Regions from separate parts of the Mus musculus genome. Here regions 1 and 2 are each linked to region 3. Evidence: chromatin contacts called from public HiChIP or PLAC-seq and Micro-C data. All regions are on one chromosome and are shown on one strand. The core of a region is the stretch at or near the end of the contact, and the rest is flanking DNA. Distances in the headings are between cores, read along the strand shown. Region 1 holds the start of Wbp11 (WW domain binding protein 11). Region 2 overlaps Gm36897 (predicted gene, 36897). Region 3 overlaps Plbd1 (phospholipase B domain containing 1).

Region 1 (4,950 bases), core at 722-3,221, 220 kb before region 3:
CTTTATCTAACCATTCTCACTAAGCCGTTTTTAGGGTCTACTTCAAAAACCATTGTATGTAACAATGTTGAGATAGTCCTGGTTATAGTCGTTTGGTTTTTAACGCAAAGACAAAAATAAATCATTGGTATAAAGTATCCAGTATATCTCAGGAAAATTTTACAAGCAGATGAAGAATTTTAACTAGCCACATAACTTTTCCAAATGTATTAATTTCTATGTTATCACTGGTTTTATAAATTAGTTTCAAAATATCACAATTTGTGTCACTTTCTAAATTTATTACCTGGTTTTTATTTTATGAACTAATAGGTCTTGCTATTACTGACACTCAAAGAGTAATCAAAACAAGAATTAATGACATTCCCAGGCATCAAGGCTTCTAACTGTAATTCAATCCATCTAAACAATGAGACAGAGGGATAGGGAGATGGTGGCCAGCCCAGATTATTTATTGAATACTTATTTTTTTTCCCACTAAGTCAAAGGTAGTTTTAGTATGGTACTGATGTTACATTGTTAGGGAACACATTTGTTTTAATATAAATTGTAAATGTTCTATTGGTTATTAATTCATTGTAACATTAGTGCCTATCTACAACATCCTAAAAATTAATATACACCTCAATCAGTTCTTTCAAAGTACTTGATGTCAAAAATTCCCTTAGGACCTTTTCTGTTAAGGATGCTGAAACTAAGTTGAAAAATAACCAAGTGTGAGGGTGTTTTTGGTTTTTTGATTTGTGTTTTTTTGTTTTTGGTTTTTTGTTGTTTTGTTTTGCTTTTTGGTTTTTTTTCGAGACAGACCAAGTTCACACTTTATGAAGATTTCGTTTTAAATGCTTACCTTTAAGGGGAAAGGATGGGGAGGAGTCTTAAGGAATGGGGATGTAGAAGGGAAATATAATAGCTATTTCTGGTTATCAGCTATATCTAGAACAAACCACAATCCAGAATTGGAAGGTTCACCTGTGATCCAGATCTTGAGGCTGGGAAATACAAGTTTCTGACCTTGATCTTGGCATGGAAATCTTGAGGCATAGTGGCTATGTATCCCCAGGAGAGTAAGGTAAGATCTCTGAGTACAAGGCCCAGATCCAGGCGTGGCGGTACACACCTTTAATCTGAACCACACCTTCTTCTGGAGATCTATAAGACATTGGAAGATGGAAGTTTTTCTCTTCCTCCTCTGCTTGCATTTACTTGCCAGCCCATCAGTTGGAATCTACTAGCCTGGTGGGACTGAGCAACTCCTAGATCCTTGGACTTCCCATTCACAGCTGACCATTGTTGGGGAGGTGGACTACAGACCGTAAGTCATCATAACAAAGTCCCTTTCTATATAGAGACTATCCACAAGTTCTGTGACTCTAGAGAACCCTCAAAGGAAGACTTCAGATAAATCTAGAGTGTGCAATGACATCATAAAGGAGTTTGGGTTGATGCAAAGTTCATTTGAAGTGTTATGTAATAACTTCTCCTCTGGAAAATCGACAAATGTACCGTTTCTCTTTTAAAATATACATTTTCGTGTAGATTTATGAGTCTCCCCTAGGAACTATTTGTTCAGTTCATCACATGCTGTAGGTTTAGAGGGCTGATGTTTGCTGAGCACCTTAGACTCGGTGCCCAGTGTTATTACCTAACTTGTTTTCTATGGAAGCATTCCTGAAAAACAGCATCCATTTACACACGACAACTAACACAGATCCAATGGCCGACACAGAAGCGTACGCATACCGCTACCTAGTGTGTCCCCAGAGAGAAGCAGTTGCGGAAATGCGTCAGAATTCTGAGAACAATTGGCCAATCAAATAGCAGCTTCCTTACTTTTTATTTCTATTGGGTTATATTAGTGTCAATCTACAATACTCTGGAATGAGGCGGGTCTCTTGGCCTATAGTTATCCAATCGGATAGTGAATGAGAGCGGAAGTACCTCTGGCTCTGAAGTTGTTGTATTCGCTCTATGGGCCCAGTGCCTGGCAACGCGGTGAGATCGCGGCCAGCGGGAACAGGAAGTGACGTGAGCTGGCGGAGGGGCGCGAGGTTTCAAGATGGCGGTTCCCGGGTGGTTGACCGAGGGGCAGAGGTGAAGGCCCCTTCGCAGAGAGTCCTCCGGGACCGCCCGCTAGCTGCTCTCGCCGTCCCGGGAGCCTCGCAGTCGTGTGAGTGCGTGGGGACTCGGTGCTCCGTTTTCCGCGACCCTCCCCGGGGCCTGCGAAGCCTTCTCTGAAACACCAGGCCCAGAGGCCGCGCTCTTCCTCCGCTGGGCCCGGGGTGGCGGGAGCCTCGGGTTTCAGGGCTCGGGGCCGGCCTGGCACTGCGTCCGACGGGTTCTCGGGCGGGATCTCCCGCCGGGTCAGACCCACCGCCCGAGTGCGGCGACCGGTGGCGGCGGGCTGACGTCTAGCCGCTCGAGTCGCTATCAACCGTCGCTATGGTTTCGGCAGTTGCTGTGAGGCCTCCTGGAGTGGACCCGGACCGGACCGGACCGGTCGGGTTGCGTTTGTGCTGCCTGGGTTCCCATGGTCTTTTGACCTTGTCTCTGCCAACGTTTGCAGGCAGAGGCACTATGGTCTTGTAAAAATTCTCCTTGACTCGTAGCTGATTGGTTTTTAGGTGTGTGTGATGGGATGGCGTCAAAACGAGAGCCCGAGGCTGGTTTAAGAAGGGAAACACTAAAGAAAAGATCAAAAATAGAATTTGTTGTATCCGTGCCTTTTTGTAGTTCCCTATAGTCAGTACCCTTCTCTTCCCTTCTTCCCAAACTCCTGCCCCTTCTGCTTTCTGATAGAGAAACATCTGTAATGACATAATCGACACCGATCAGTTCTGAAATATCTGGGAAGCAGCAGGGAGCCGGCCAGCTGAACGCTTGATGAAAAAAAGCATTAACTAAAACAACTTACAGAGTCCCACCTAAGGAGCCAAGGGAATTAGAGTCTCAAATTTACCTCGGGATCTTCCCTTTCCTAATGTAGAAAGAAAGTAGATTTGTTTAATGCTTAAAGGGGGAGCCACAGGAGATGTAGCCTGTAGGAAAGTGTCGCACACTTTGAACAGGAAATATTTGTTCCTTTTTTTACTATGGGCAAGGCTAATTTTTGGAAGTTTCATTCATTTGGAATGGAAGAGAAAGAAGTGATAATAATGAAAGCCTGGCCTTAAAATATTTCCCTACCGTGACTACCACTTTTAATTCCCTCAAAATACATAAATCAGGAGTCATATGTGCTAGTAAGAATATACTTTAATGTTAAGTTTGAGGAGTTCTAATACTTCATTTTTTATTTCTTTTGTTTGAGAGTCATAAATCATTTGATTTGGTATTAAATCAAGATAAATATGTTTGAATGGATTGCATTTTGCCATCTGGCGTGTGGAATGAGCAGTCTAAGGAGAAAGTAAAGAGCATGTATTTGTCTTTAACCCAGATTCATTATCTCCACTCCTGTTTCATATCCCCTTATACAGGTCGGAAAGATGTCCTCAGGGTTTGCATTGCATTGTTAGAATATTTCTCAATTGGTTTTGGTTTGTTTTGAGATCGTCTCATATGGCTCAGTCTATATTCCAAACAATAGCATTATAAGTGCAAAGTTCTTGTTGATTTCTTTATTCAGTTAACAGCACTATATAATCCATAGGAAAGGGTTAAACTTTTGAGTAGTTAATGATATTCTCACTGTGTTGACTAGTACAGATACTAGCCTTTTCTTTGTGGTCAAGAAAGGTAAAGAAAGCCGGGCGTGGTGGCGCACGCCTTTAATCCCAGCACTTGGGAGGCAGAGGCAGGCGGATTTCTGAGTTCGAGGCCAGCCTGGTCTACAGAGTGAGTTCCAGGACAGCCAGGGCTAGCTATACAGAGAAACCCTGTCTCGAAAAAAAAAAAAAAAAAAAAAAAAAAGAAAGGTAAAGAAATAATTTCTTGGATGCTTCATTCAAAATTAAAGAGCACGGTCTTACAAGTAGAGAACCAAAGGGATATTTCTTTACAGAAATTGATGCAAATTCGTAAAAGGAAGTCTTTTTACACATACAGCAAAACTGAGTTCTTTATATCTTTTCTTTCCAGTTTTTTTTTTTTTTAATGAAGAAGTAAATCATATAAATTGTCACCATGGGACGAAGATCAACATCCTCCACCAAGAGTGGGAAGTTTATGAACCCCACAGACCAAGCCCGTAAGTACGGAAGGAAGAAGTAGAAGGGTTAAAACTGGCAGACTCTTTCATGGTGGCCTAAGTTCAGCGTTGGTAGAGTGGGGTGTGTGAGGTCATGTAGAATTCTTAAAATGGACTCATGGTTAGAATGTTGAGAGTGTAAGCTGCTTAACACATTTCTCCTCATACTTGACTGGCTAGCAGGAGAAAATTAAGTCTTTTTTATGTTAGAATTTTTAACAAATGAGTTTTTAAGTGTGTGATTTGAGAATCCCTTTTCTTCCTTGTGGTTCAGTTATTTTTCTGTAAAGAACACATCTTGGCATTTTGGGTTGAGAGGGTTGGAAGCACTAAGTTCCCTAGTGGGTCAAAGCCATGTTTGTTCCATTCACCGACACTGTTAACAGTTGTAGTAGCTCATAGTAATGTTGGTGATGGAAGTGTGAGTTATGGCCTCTCTTCCTCTCTCCTTAGGAAAGGAAGCCCGAAAAAGAGAACTGAAAAAGGTACGAATTTAGAAACATTCTGTGAATTGTTCTAACATTTGTGAAATTTCAAATTATATTGCCAGGAAAGACGCTTTATGCTATACTGCTGATGAAAGCCAGAAAATTGACTGGTAAAAAACTGACATAACTCTGGAGATTTGATTCATGGTGACTTGTACGACATTGTCTATTTGATTCTCTTTCCTCATTAAGTTAATGCTTTGGGGGCTGAAGTGAAGGCTCGGGAGTTAGCAGCACATTTATGCTCTTCCAGAGGAGCTGAGGTTTCTGCCCAGC
Region 2 (4,853 bases), core at 863-3,362, 140 kb after region 3:
AGGAATGGCATGTCGACATTTCAGCCCTGGGTCTCCCAGTCTTCTCCCTCAACGTCTCAACACCCACAGACACACCAAAGGAACTCCCCTCCCCCATTCCCAGAGCAGACTGGCTTCTAAGACTCCAGGTGCTCCCTTGCTGACCCTGAAAGATTCCAACCATTTGGGGACATTCAAGAGGAGAGGTTCCACACTCCTCCTCCTCCTTTCCAAACGAGACTGACCTGGGCTTTGTCTAGGTTCTAGAACTCCTCAAAGTCCTGGGAGATTTTTAAGGTGGAGGGGTGGTAGCTGTCTGGGAATCCTCTGACCCCTGTGTGGCCTTAGGAAGTGCACACTGGACGACATCCGGTTCAACTGGGTGGCAGCTGCTCCTGGAGTCGCTCACCCTGGGGGCTGCTGGACAACCAGCTGGGGGAGGGGAGCCGGTCAAAGACTTAACCATCATTCCAGTGTCGTCTGAGATTGCTGTTGCTTTGAGTTGAGGTGTGTACAGCATGTGTGTATTTGGGGACACAGAAGGAGAGCACTTTGGCCCAACTGGGCACATGCATTGTCAACGCCTGGGGCAGAAGATGTTGTCATCCAATTGTTAGCCGGGTGTACCATAGGCATGGGGGGGTTGTGTGTTTTGTGCTTTGCAAAGATATGCAAACATAGGTGTTGGAAAATGGTGTGAACTGCATGCAGGGTGTGAAGTGCTCCTCTCAGTGTTTCAGACCCTCCTACCTCCCTCCCCGCCCCCACTCTCCAGCACAGGCAATAAACCAGGCCGCAAAGTCCTCCCCTCCCCCCAAGGCCTTGGCCAGCTCTCTGAAAACTGATATCCTGGGGCCCTTTTTCCCTCACCAGCTACAGTCAGAAGCAGCAGGAGGGAAAATGTGGACCGGATCTCAACAGAGAGTCCCGACTCTGAACTTTCTCTGCGATGATATGCAACCGATCCGGCACCAGGCCTGGTATTTCATCTGACTTTGCCACCCCAGGAACTGGGTTTAGGTTCCAGCAAGTCCCCGTCCAGTTCAGGTCTGTCTGTAAAATCCATGCTAGATTTTCCATTTCACCCTAGTGAAGTCTCAGCCTGTGGCTGTTGTTCTCAATCCAGCTCAGAAACTGGCTCAAACCGCCCTGAACTGGATTTGGTGGCTGTTGAGACACAGTTTCTGCCTCTTTGTTAGGGCGGAACCGCCCCATTCTCTACACCTCCCGCCCTCCCTCAATCCAGTGTCCTACAACAATCTCCCACCCACCCCACCCCCATTCCCTTTTTCTTAAAAAACAAAACAAACAACCCCCCCAAAACAAAACAAAACAAAAAAACTATGAAGTAGATTAAATTAAATTCTTTTTTTTTTAATGGATCTAGGTTGTAAGCCTTTTGGCTTTATGATATTAGTTATTTCTGAGTTGTTATCTTATCAGTTAACATGGTGCGCTTCAAATGATGCTCAGACAGGCCCAGAAACAACTACATTTCTCATCACTGACTTAAGGTTTTGGGTAGAGTTCATTGCTCATTTCCATTTCATTAACTGTAAGGTAAAAGAATTTGATAATTTTTATTACCATTCAGAGCTGGGGAACAGTATCTGTGCTCACTGCCTTCCGCAACTGTAGACGTGCCAGAGGAAGAACTGAAGGACGCAGATGGGTTTGTTTTTCCAGTTGTAACTTTACCCCTGGATCAGATGGTGTGAACTGTAAGATACAGGAGGCTGACTGGGGGTTGCCGGGTGAGGGAAGAGCAGGATTCTTCCCAGAATGTGGGTAGGGGCAAAGTGGGGATGTGACAGATTCAGGTCAAAACACTGCTGAGAGATTTGTGAATTTTAGCTATATCACACGCAGGCGTTTCTTATGTCTGGGATTAGACAGGCATGTAGCATGATGCTGAAGTGAAATTCCCCCAGGTTTGTCCACTTGAAAATGCCCAGTAGTCGTATGTTTATGCTATTATCTCAATAAAAAGATCGTCTCGATTTCTCTCATTCTTTTTTCTTTGACAAGAATTTCTTATTTCGAGTTTTTTTGAGAACTCCGGAAGAGACACTAGAAAAAGCAACCATGATCTGGGTGTGGCTCCATGTTGTGTCTGACGGCTCCCTCGTCGCCCTCTGCTGGCCAGTTCAGGTAGTGTGTGAAGCTGTCAGAAAGCTGCTGAGCAGTTTCTTGTCCAAACCCAAAATGCCTGGCCGCCTAGCTGAGGATGCTTCATTCTGCCTGTTTCATATGCATCTCTTCTTATTCCTATGCATGGCATTTGAAATGCTTCTATAATAGTTCATGGGATTAACTATAAATTAATTAGTTAAAGTTTAGCCCTAAATCCGGAGTCAAGGGCTGGGAACAGCCTTTTTTCTCCTGTGTTAAGAACCAGAGTCGCGAAGGTGGTGAGTGGCAGCAACCCTCAGGAGGTGGGTGTGTTGATCAGGAGTTCAAGGTTATGTAAGCAGTTTGAGGCCGGTCTGAGGTACATGAAACCCTGCATTTTGCAAAACAAAACCCAAAGTTGTTTATTTAAGTAATTTCAGTGGAGCATAAAGTTCTGGGAAAAGGCCAATTGTAGCAGGCAACCTAGAGAAGCTATTTATTTATAAGAAAGGGAAGGTTGACACTTGCTCCCTTCCTGCTCCCTTCCTCTCTCTCTGCCGGATAGAGTCTGCTGTAGGTACCTTTGGTTTCCCGGAATCCTGAAAATGGGTATGAGATAAATGTGAATGCATCCATTGAATTTGGTCCTCTGAGATTCAGGAGTGCTAAGTAATTATTGTAGGAAGGCACAAAATATCTATATAGAACTTTCCAGAATGTGAAACCTTAGAGGGGATTCTAGAAAGGTAGAAATTAAGGTATGGCCTCTGGCCTTCTGATGGTCCAGTGGGCTCTTTAGGCCACCCTCATTATCTGCTCTATAAGCTGGCGATCCACAGGCGCCCTGGCATCTCATCCTCTCTGGTTTCAGGCCTTTCCTCCCTGGGCCTGGCGGAACACTTGGCCTCCTTCCTCCTCCCAGTCTACTTGGTTACAGTACACTGCAGTGGTGTGCACGCGTGCGCCCTCACATGGTGTGCTTGTTCTATAGGTTCCCTGTCTCCTCCTTTAAGCTTTATATTCCCCTTAAGCCATGTCCTTCTGATCAAAATTGAACAACTGGCTTGTGACACCGTACCTGCTAAAAAGCAAGGAATAAATATGTGTTGAACAGATGGATCAAATTCAAATACATTCTCTTGGCCCAGGCCTATCACTTCCTGGAGTCTTCTTTTCCTATCACGTGGCTTTTTGGACACTTGACCTTCTATGCCTTTTCTGTCCTGGGCTCTGGGGTGTCTTTCCTGGGGTGAGAGCTTTCAGCTGACTCCTCGCAGTTGAGCTCCTGACGTCCTGATAAACAAGCCTGTAGCCCCGGCAGTCTGTGTTTTCTCCTCAGTGGTACTTGATTCATCCTGAGGTGGAACTGGATTCCAGGGGTGTTGTCTGAGCATGAGATTGCTTGCCTGCGTGGTGCTCCCACCCCCACCTCCAACAATACTTCCTTTGTTCCGGGGGAGAAACGCCTTACCATTCCATCTTCTAAAAGAACTCCCTCTGCTGGCCACAGGCGGCCTTGGCTGTGCTACATTTAAAAGCCCCAGAACTTCAAGTGGCAGTTTGCATGGTCCTGAGCCTGTGTCCCAGGTGTCACTTCTTCTCTGGTTGTCAGCCACGCCCAGGAGTAATTTATTGAAGCTATAATTTCTTTCTCTCTCCTCTTCTATTTTTATTTCTTCCTGTTTGAGGCATGCTCTTTAGCCCAGATTGGCCTCCTGCCTCCGACTTCTGAGTCCTAGACTTATATTCATGGGCCGCCATCCCCAGATTATTTGGTGTTGAGGATTGACTTCTGGGCTTTGTGGATGCTATGTAAATACCCTACCAACCGAGTTACAGCCCCACCCTGGCTTTCTTGGATTCATTCTATAGTTCTAAAAGCTCTAGAGAAGACTTTGGAGATGTGTCTCTGTTCTGTATTCTCTGAGCTGCTGTTTGAATTTAAGATTTTTAAGTGTGTGTGCGTGCGCACGCACACGTGCGAGTAGATGCCAGAGGAGGGTTCCAGGGCATCTTTTTCCTTTTCAGTCCTATTCCTTTGAGGCGGGGTCTCTCTCCGAACCAGGCAGGACCTTTTGTTATCTCAGCTAGGCTGGGAAGTGAACAAATCCCAGCAATCCTCCTGTCTCCACCCTCTCAATGGTGCAGCTTCAGATTTGGGCAGGTTCTCTGCTGGTTTGTTAGATGGGTGATGGGATTTGAAATCTGGTCCTCAAGGTTTTGAATGTGCTCTTATCAGCCGAGCCATCTCTCCGGCCCTGGTTGTTTGTATTTTGACTCAGGGTGTTGCTATGCGATCACGGTTGCCTGGTACTAGCCTGGTAATTGGGTAACCCACAGTGGCCTCAAACTCGTGATCTTTCGAGGACTGAGATTACAGGCATGAGTGAACACTCCCGGCTCACCAAGTGGCTTTGCTTAACGAATGGTTGTATAACTGAATTTTCTCAACTGCCTGTAACTTGTGGCTTTCACTTCATTTTAATAATAAATTCAATTTTGAGACATGGATTACTCTATAGACTAGGCTGGTCTGATGCTCTTTGTGTTGAACTCTAAGCAATCCTCCAGCTTCAGTTTTTGGAATGTTGACATTGCAGGCTGGTAGTTCTGTACCCTTAGGAGATGATAAAGGCTGGAGGTGAAGCCTAATTAGAGAAGTAACTGCTGAGCCTGGTCTCAGGGGCTGTCAGCCCTCTTTCTCTTAGACAGGGTCTCTCTCTCTGTGACCCTGGCTGTCCTGAGACTCTCTAAGTAGACCA
Region 3 (4,652 bases), core at 332-2,831:
TGACCCATCACATCCCACTCCCCCTAAAAAGAAAAAACAAGAACACAAACATGTAAAATACAGAAATAATCCACATAGGGCTATCTCCTTAGCATCACCCGGCCTCCTGCTAGCACACCTCCCAAGTACAAAGGCAGCTAAGAATACTCATTAAGTGCTTTCTTTTGGTGAAGACTTTCCAAGCCTAGTTTGTACTTCATCTGTGGAAAGTGGTGAGAGTTACCTTCTCCCTCTCTCTCTTTCTCCTTCTCCATCCCCTCCCCCTTTCCTCTTTGGGGTATGGTTCTTCGGGGCTGCCCCAGGACTGGGGATTTGTACTTCCTAGTGCAATCCTCAAGCGATCTCTGTATCTAGAAGCAGGCTGGGCTGGGGAGGCCAGTGGGATATGCTCTTTAATGACCCAGGCATGGATAGATACAAAATCTTGCTAAGTATATCTCAGAGTAGCCCATATCTCTTCTTCCTCACCACTGTGTCTCCTAGATTATAAAGAGGACCCCTACAGCAAGGGGGATCCCTGCAGTACCATCTGCTGTCGTGAGGACCTGAATGGAGCCAGTCCAAGCCCTGGAGGATGCTATGACACCAAGGTAATAGACACTCTGATGCTTTCCAATTTACTCCTAACAAGGAGTTAGGCCAGAGGCAAGATGTTTTTGTAGCATAACCCAGTTTGTCCAACCACATATTAAATTCAGGAAGCAGCTTTGTATATAACTACACCTGGCTCTACAGATTTTTGGTAGATTCTCAGCATTCATACGCTGGCTAACAACCATCTGAACTCCAATTCTGGGATATCTACTACCCTCTTCAGGCTTCTACTGGTACTGCAGGCTTGGTACACATATATACTCTCATAGACAAATACTCGTTAAATAAAATAAACAAACCACACTCCACCTTAAGAAGGGCGAATGAAGATTACACAGTCAAATTTTAGATGGTCTTCTCAAATGTTTTCCTCTCTTTTTCCAGGTGGCAGACATCTTTCTTGCATCTCAGTATAAAGCCTATGCCATTAGTGGTCCCACGGTACAAGATGGACTCCCGCCTTTTAACTGGAATCGGTTCAATGACACGCTCCATCGGGGGATGCCAGAAGTCTTTGACTTTAATTTTGTTACCATGAAACCAATTTTGTCATAGGACAAAAAGTGAGACATAGAGATGACAGAAAGCTGCGAATAGGACACCAAAGGCACTCTTAGCTGTATTTTCCCATCTGTACTCTTAATAAAAAATATTAAATTCCCATCTGTGGTCCTGCGTTTAGCCTTGCTGGGAATGCCGCTTGGTCGGGCGAAATGCCAAGTGCCGATTCACCACTCGAGGTGGAAGAACGCAGCCTTGGATGGGGCCTCAGCCCAAGTGAGACACGACATAGGCTGGGGCTGCAGCTCCCTGACTCCTGAGGAGCCCTGGGCCAGGGGCTCCTAAACTGGACATCCAGATGCCATTAGCAGTCACGGGGAGTTGGGGGCCCATGGGCGCTGGGGAATGAATGGGGGAACTCTAGCCTAGCAGCAGTGAGTCAGGGAGCTGAAGGGGCCTTCTGCCAGAGACTTGGACAGCGAGGCTCTGTAGATGAAGCCTGTCTCCTTGCTGCCCATGGGAGTTCTTGATGAGTCAGTCCTTGGTTTCAAATTGTTTATTGACTGTTCATCATGGAAAACACCACTTCCTCAGGATGGACCAGAGATTAGGTACCTTTTGCAGGAAGGAATGTCTGAGAAGGGAAGCTAATTGGCTAAACGCCCAGGGCCCATCCAGCTATTTCATTAGCATGGAGAACTCTGTTCTGATCTACAAGACCACTGTGGGGAGCGTGGTCATGTGTTCCAGGCCAGGAATATGGCAGGGAGCAGGGAGATGCCTACAATCCGCAGATGGGTACCTGGGTCTCAGAACCCACGCAACCTTACCAAGTTTCCTGGCATGGTCCATCGCCCTACACACATCCATTTTCCATAGAGTTGTTTAACAGCAAACATTTCCTGAAGGGTAGAAAGCTACAGAATAAACATGTATGAAACAAATACACAGAAGGATACAGAAACCCTGTCTCAGTTCACTGTTCTCCTTTTAGGCCTGCAAACATCAATCACAGTTCAAGCTAGAACCAAGTTCAAGTGGAGCTGGAGGCAGGACGAAGGCCTGTTAGAGACACCTGCATTTCCCGCGGTCTTTCTCCTTCCCCTGCTGCTAACAGGGGAAGGATCCTTCCTGGTTGTTAATGGGCAGCAGGTTAGACATGCTGTTCTCTCTCACTAGTTGAAAACACCGTATCTAACCAAGTAGCAGTTCTGTGTAACTCCTACTTTCCCAAAGCCAGGGCACAACATCTGGGTGGAGTACCAGGGAGGGAACTGCTGAACAAGGCACTGAACAGGGAGCAAGGGGTTTTTGTGATGGAAGTGGGAGTTTTTAAAGAAACACAAGGACTGAGAACTCTTGGAATGAGTCAGGGTACTCAGAATGTTAAAAACTCAGTCATTTATTTCAAAGTATAAAGTTCAGGCTTGCTGGACAAACCCCACTACAGTCGACACTTACACACGGACACCATTCTACTGTACATTTAGGAAAGAAAGAAAATGAAAACCTTCAAAACCTAATAAAAATAGGGCAACCAACCTGCTACTGCCCAGTTAGCATTAGACCTTAAGGAGGGTCTTACAGCATCTTATTTACATTTTCAACTGCAACAAACAGAAATTCGGATGCGAGTTTCCTACAGGGACTGATTTTCACATTTACATTTGAAATGGTTGATAAAATCCTCAAGCTAGGATCCCCCAGAAGGTGTTTGATTGCTTTGTTCCCTTATTTACAAAAAGAAGAAGGGAGAGAAAATACATTTAAATATTTAAATGATAGGTAGGTATTCAGAGTAAGGCTAACATAGAAAACACAAAACAAAAGCTCAAACATGACAGTCATTGGCAGATGGGAGCAGTGACTTCACCTCCTCCCTCTCTGCTGACTCAAGGCGATGAGTTTTACAAATTAGTCTCCTGCTCCAACAAACCCCTCATAATTGCTCTAATCTTTATGTGTCCCTTAAATATTTTTTTAAAGCCATTTGCCCTGAAAATGATTAAGGAAGACAGACTCACACATGATTACACAGTTATTGCCTATAGCACAAGGACATGTGTAGTTCCATGAGAGCCAACCAGGCCACCCAATCACTGGGAAGTGGGAAAATTTGACCATATTGAGGATACGGAAATGGCCTACGGAGTCAGGAGAACACTTGAAAGGCTTTCTTTGTGGTACCTACGGGGTGAAATCACAGCCTGTCAAGAGAGGATGCCACACAGAGCATTCTAAATCAGACAGTACTGGGAGACACCAGGGAAGAAATGGGCATCCCTGCCATGTCACACTAAGTGGCAACTGGGAGGATATTTAAAGCGATTGGAGCAAGCCCCCAGAACACCTGTCCAACACTGGAAGAGAGCTCTGAAGAGATGCCTCACGCTTGCAAAAGTATCCTTTATCTGGCATAGGTGGGGGGGGGGGGAACACTGCTCTGTGAGGCAAATGCTATCCCAACAGGTATTTCCAAGGAAGAAAGCTCTGTTCCTTTCATAAAGTCATACTGCATCACACAGTACAGAAAGCACTCTGCAGATGTAGAAGGATGGACTGGAGCCTGGAGCCAGGGACAGAGCCACCGTGTAAAGTGAACTGCTACAACAAGCTGCTTCTGTATGCCATTCGCCAGAACATAAAGAGGCTTACTCACACTTAAAACAGGGTGAAAAGTACTCAGACAAAGTGCAAATGAGGGAGTGACAGACAGCTGTCACTGCTAGTTACTCGAGAAGCATCTGTCGCTTCATCTACAGATTCCAGAAGTTTCCAGGACTCCCACTAAGACAACACTTACCAGTATTGTCAGGCTAAAAAATGTAGCAAACTTGAATCCCCCAAAATGGGACAATGGAGCTTCTTTATAACACTTTGAGAAGAGATCCCAGGGTGGAAACTGTCCCCCACTCTCCCCACAGACAGCCAAAGAAAAAGCCAAGGCCCCTCAGCACCCACATTCTGCCTCGTGTAAGCGGCGCACACTCCGGGAAGCCAGCACCACTGCTGCCCGAGGCACGCGTCCTGCTCGGTGAGCTGAGGAGCCGATCCACAAGTGCATTTCCTCTTCCCAACTCGTTTCTGTCTATACCTTCTTTCCAATCTGGAATAAACAGGTTTCCGTAATTACTTTCTACAGTAAATCTACATCTAGAGCCACTATTTGGGATTTTTTTTTTTTCCTTTGACAAAAAAACACCCAAGTAAAAGCCAAAACAATAAAATAATATGAATTCCATTGGGCTTTCTTCACATGATTATATTAACACTAGGAAAACTTTTTAAAAAAGAACTAGTAAATATAAAATAATTACTGACTATAAACAAACATATTCATCTAGAGAGACTTTCAGTAGCGAGTGAGCAGACCCACTGGTGAAGACCATTTTGAATATGCACTTTCTATTAGAGACAGGAATGATGCTGAAAAGAAGACCAACACTGTACCCACATGACAGAAACACTCCTGGTACAGAGGTGCTCATGTACAGTTAGAAATCATTTCTTCCTTTCCAAACCCTTTGCAGTGACCTGGGCAACCGTTTCCCATGCCC

The links. Hi-C and Micro-C count contacts between places; a contact is called where the count stands out from the background. HiChIP or PLAC-seq counts read pairs in DNA pulled down with a chosen protein or histone mark.
Region 1: a contact with region 3 is called in an HNF4G HiChIP or PLAC-seq map of pancreatic cancer cells. The contact joins the promoter of Wbp11 here to the enhancer-like site in region 3. A contact is called at or near these places in 6 of 39 promoter capture datasets (Sertoli cells, embryonic stem cells, liver and 2 more), 6 of 484 Hi-C or Micro-C datasets (LSK cells, the N1E-115 cell line, embryonic stem cells and 2 more), 11 of 115 datasets of contacts at active chromatin or transcription factors (DN3 thymocytes, embryonic stem cells, epiblast stem cells and 3 more) and 4 of 9 other capture datasets (adipose tissue, embryonic stem cells, liver and 1 more).
Region 2: a contact with region 3 is called in a Micro-C map of the HL-1 cell line, with 2.5 times the contacts expected there. The contact joins two enhancer-like sites. A contact is called at or near these places in 5 of 39 promoter capture datasets (the 3T3-L1 cell line, cranial neural crest, hippocampal neurons and 2 more), 6 of 484 Hi-C or Micro-C datasets (the HL-1 cell line, adipose-derived mesenchymal stem cells, brain and 3 more), 6 of 115 datasets of contacts at active chromatin or transcription factors (T-cell acute lymphoblastic leukemia, double positive thymocytes, embryonic fibroblasts and 3 more) and 3 of 9 other capture datasets (adipose tissue, liver and pancreatic islet).

The regions. Positions count from the first base shown.
Region 1 is chr6:136,825,237-136,830,186 of GRCm38.p6, reverse strand. It overlaps Wbp11 (WW domain binding protein 11), which reads left to right and starts at 1,971. Exons shown (of 12, transcript NM_021714.4): 1 at 1,971-2,167; 2 at 4,078-4,186; 3 at 4,640-4,671. The coding sequence starts at 4,123. It overlaps BC049715 (cDNA sequence BC049715), which reads right to left and starts at 1,344. Exons shown (of 3, transcript NM_178776.3): 1 at 1,118-1,344. It overlaps Smco3 (single-pass membrane protein with coiled-coil domains 3), which reads left to right. Exons shown (of 2, transcript NM_001039558.2): 2 at 1-256.
Region 2 is chr6:136,464,775-136,469,627 of GRCm38.p6, reverse strand. All of the region lies in intron 1 of Gm36897 (predicted gene, 36897), which reads right to left. Among named protein-coding and RNA genes, the nearest start is that of Gm36897, 3.5 kb to the right of the region's middle. Within about 2 kb of position 2,112, at least 383 of the 459 cell types and tissues checked have an H3K27ac peak or open chromatin away from gene starts, as enhancers often do. A contact at or near this core is called in the HL-1 cell line and pancreatic cancer cells, where this site is marked.
Region 3 is chr6:136,608,675-136,613,326 of GRCm38.p6, reverse strand. It overlaps Plbd1 (phospholipase B domain containing 1), which reads left to right. Exons shown (of 11, transcript NM_025806.2): 10 at 484-590; 11 at 979-1,256. The coding sequence ends at 1,149. It also overlaps a transcript of Atf7ip not described here. Among named protein-coding and RNA genes, the nearest start is that of Gm40409, 19 kb to the left of the region's middle. Within about 2 kb of position 1,581, at least 20 of the 459 cell types and tissues checked have an H3K27ac peak or open chromatin away from gene starts, as enhancers often do. A contact at or near this core is called in the HL-1 cell line and pancreatic cancer cells, where this site is marked.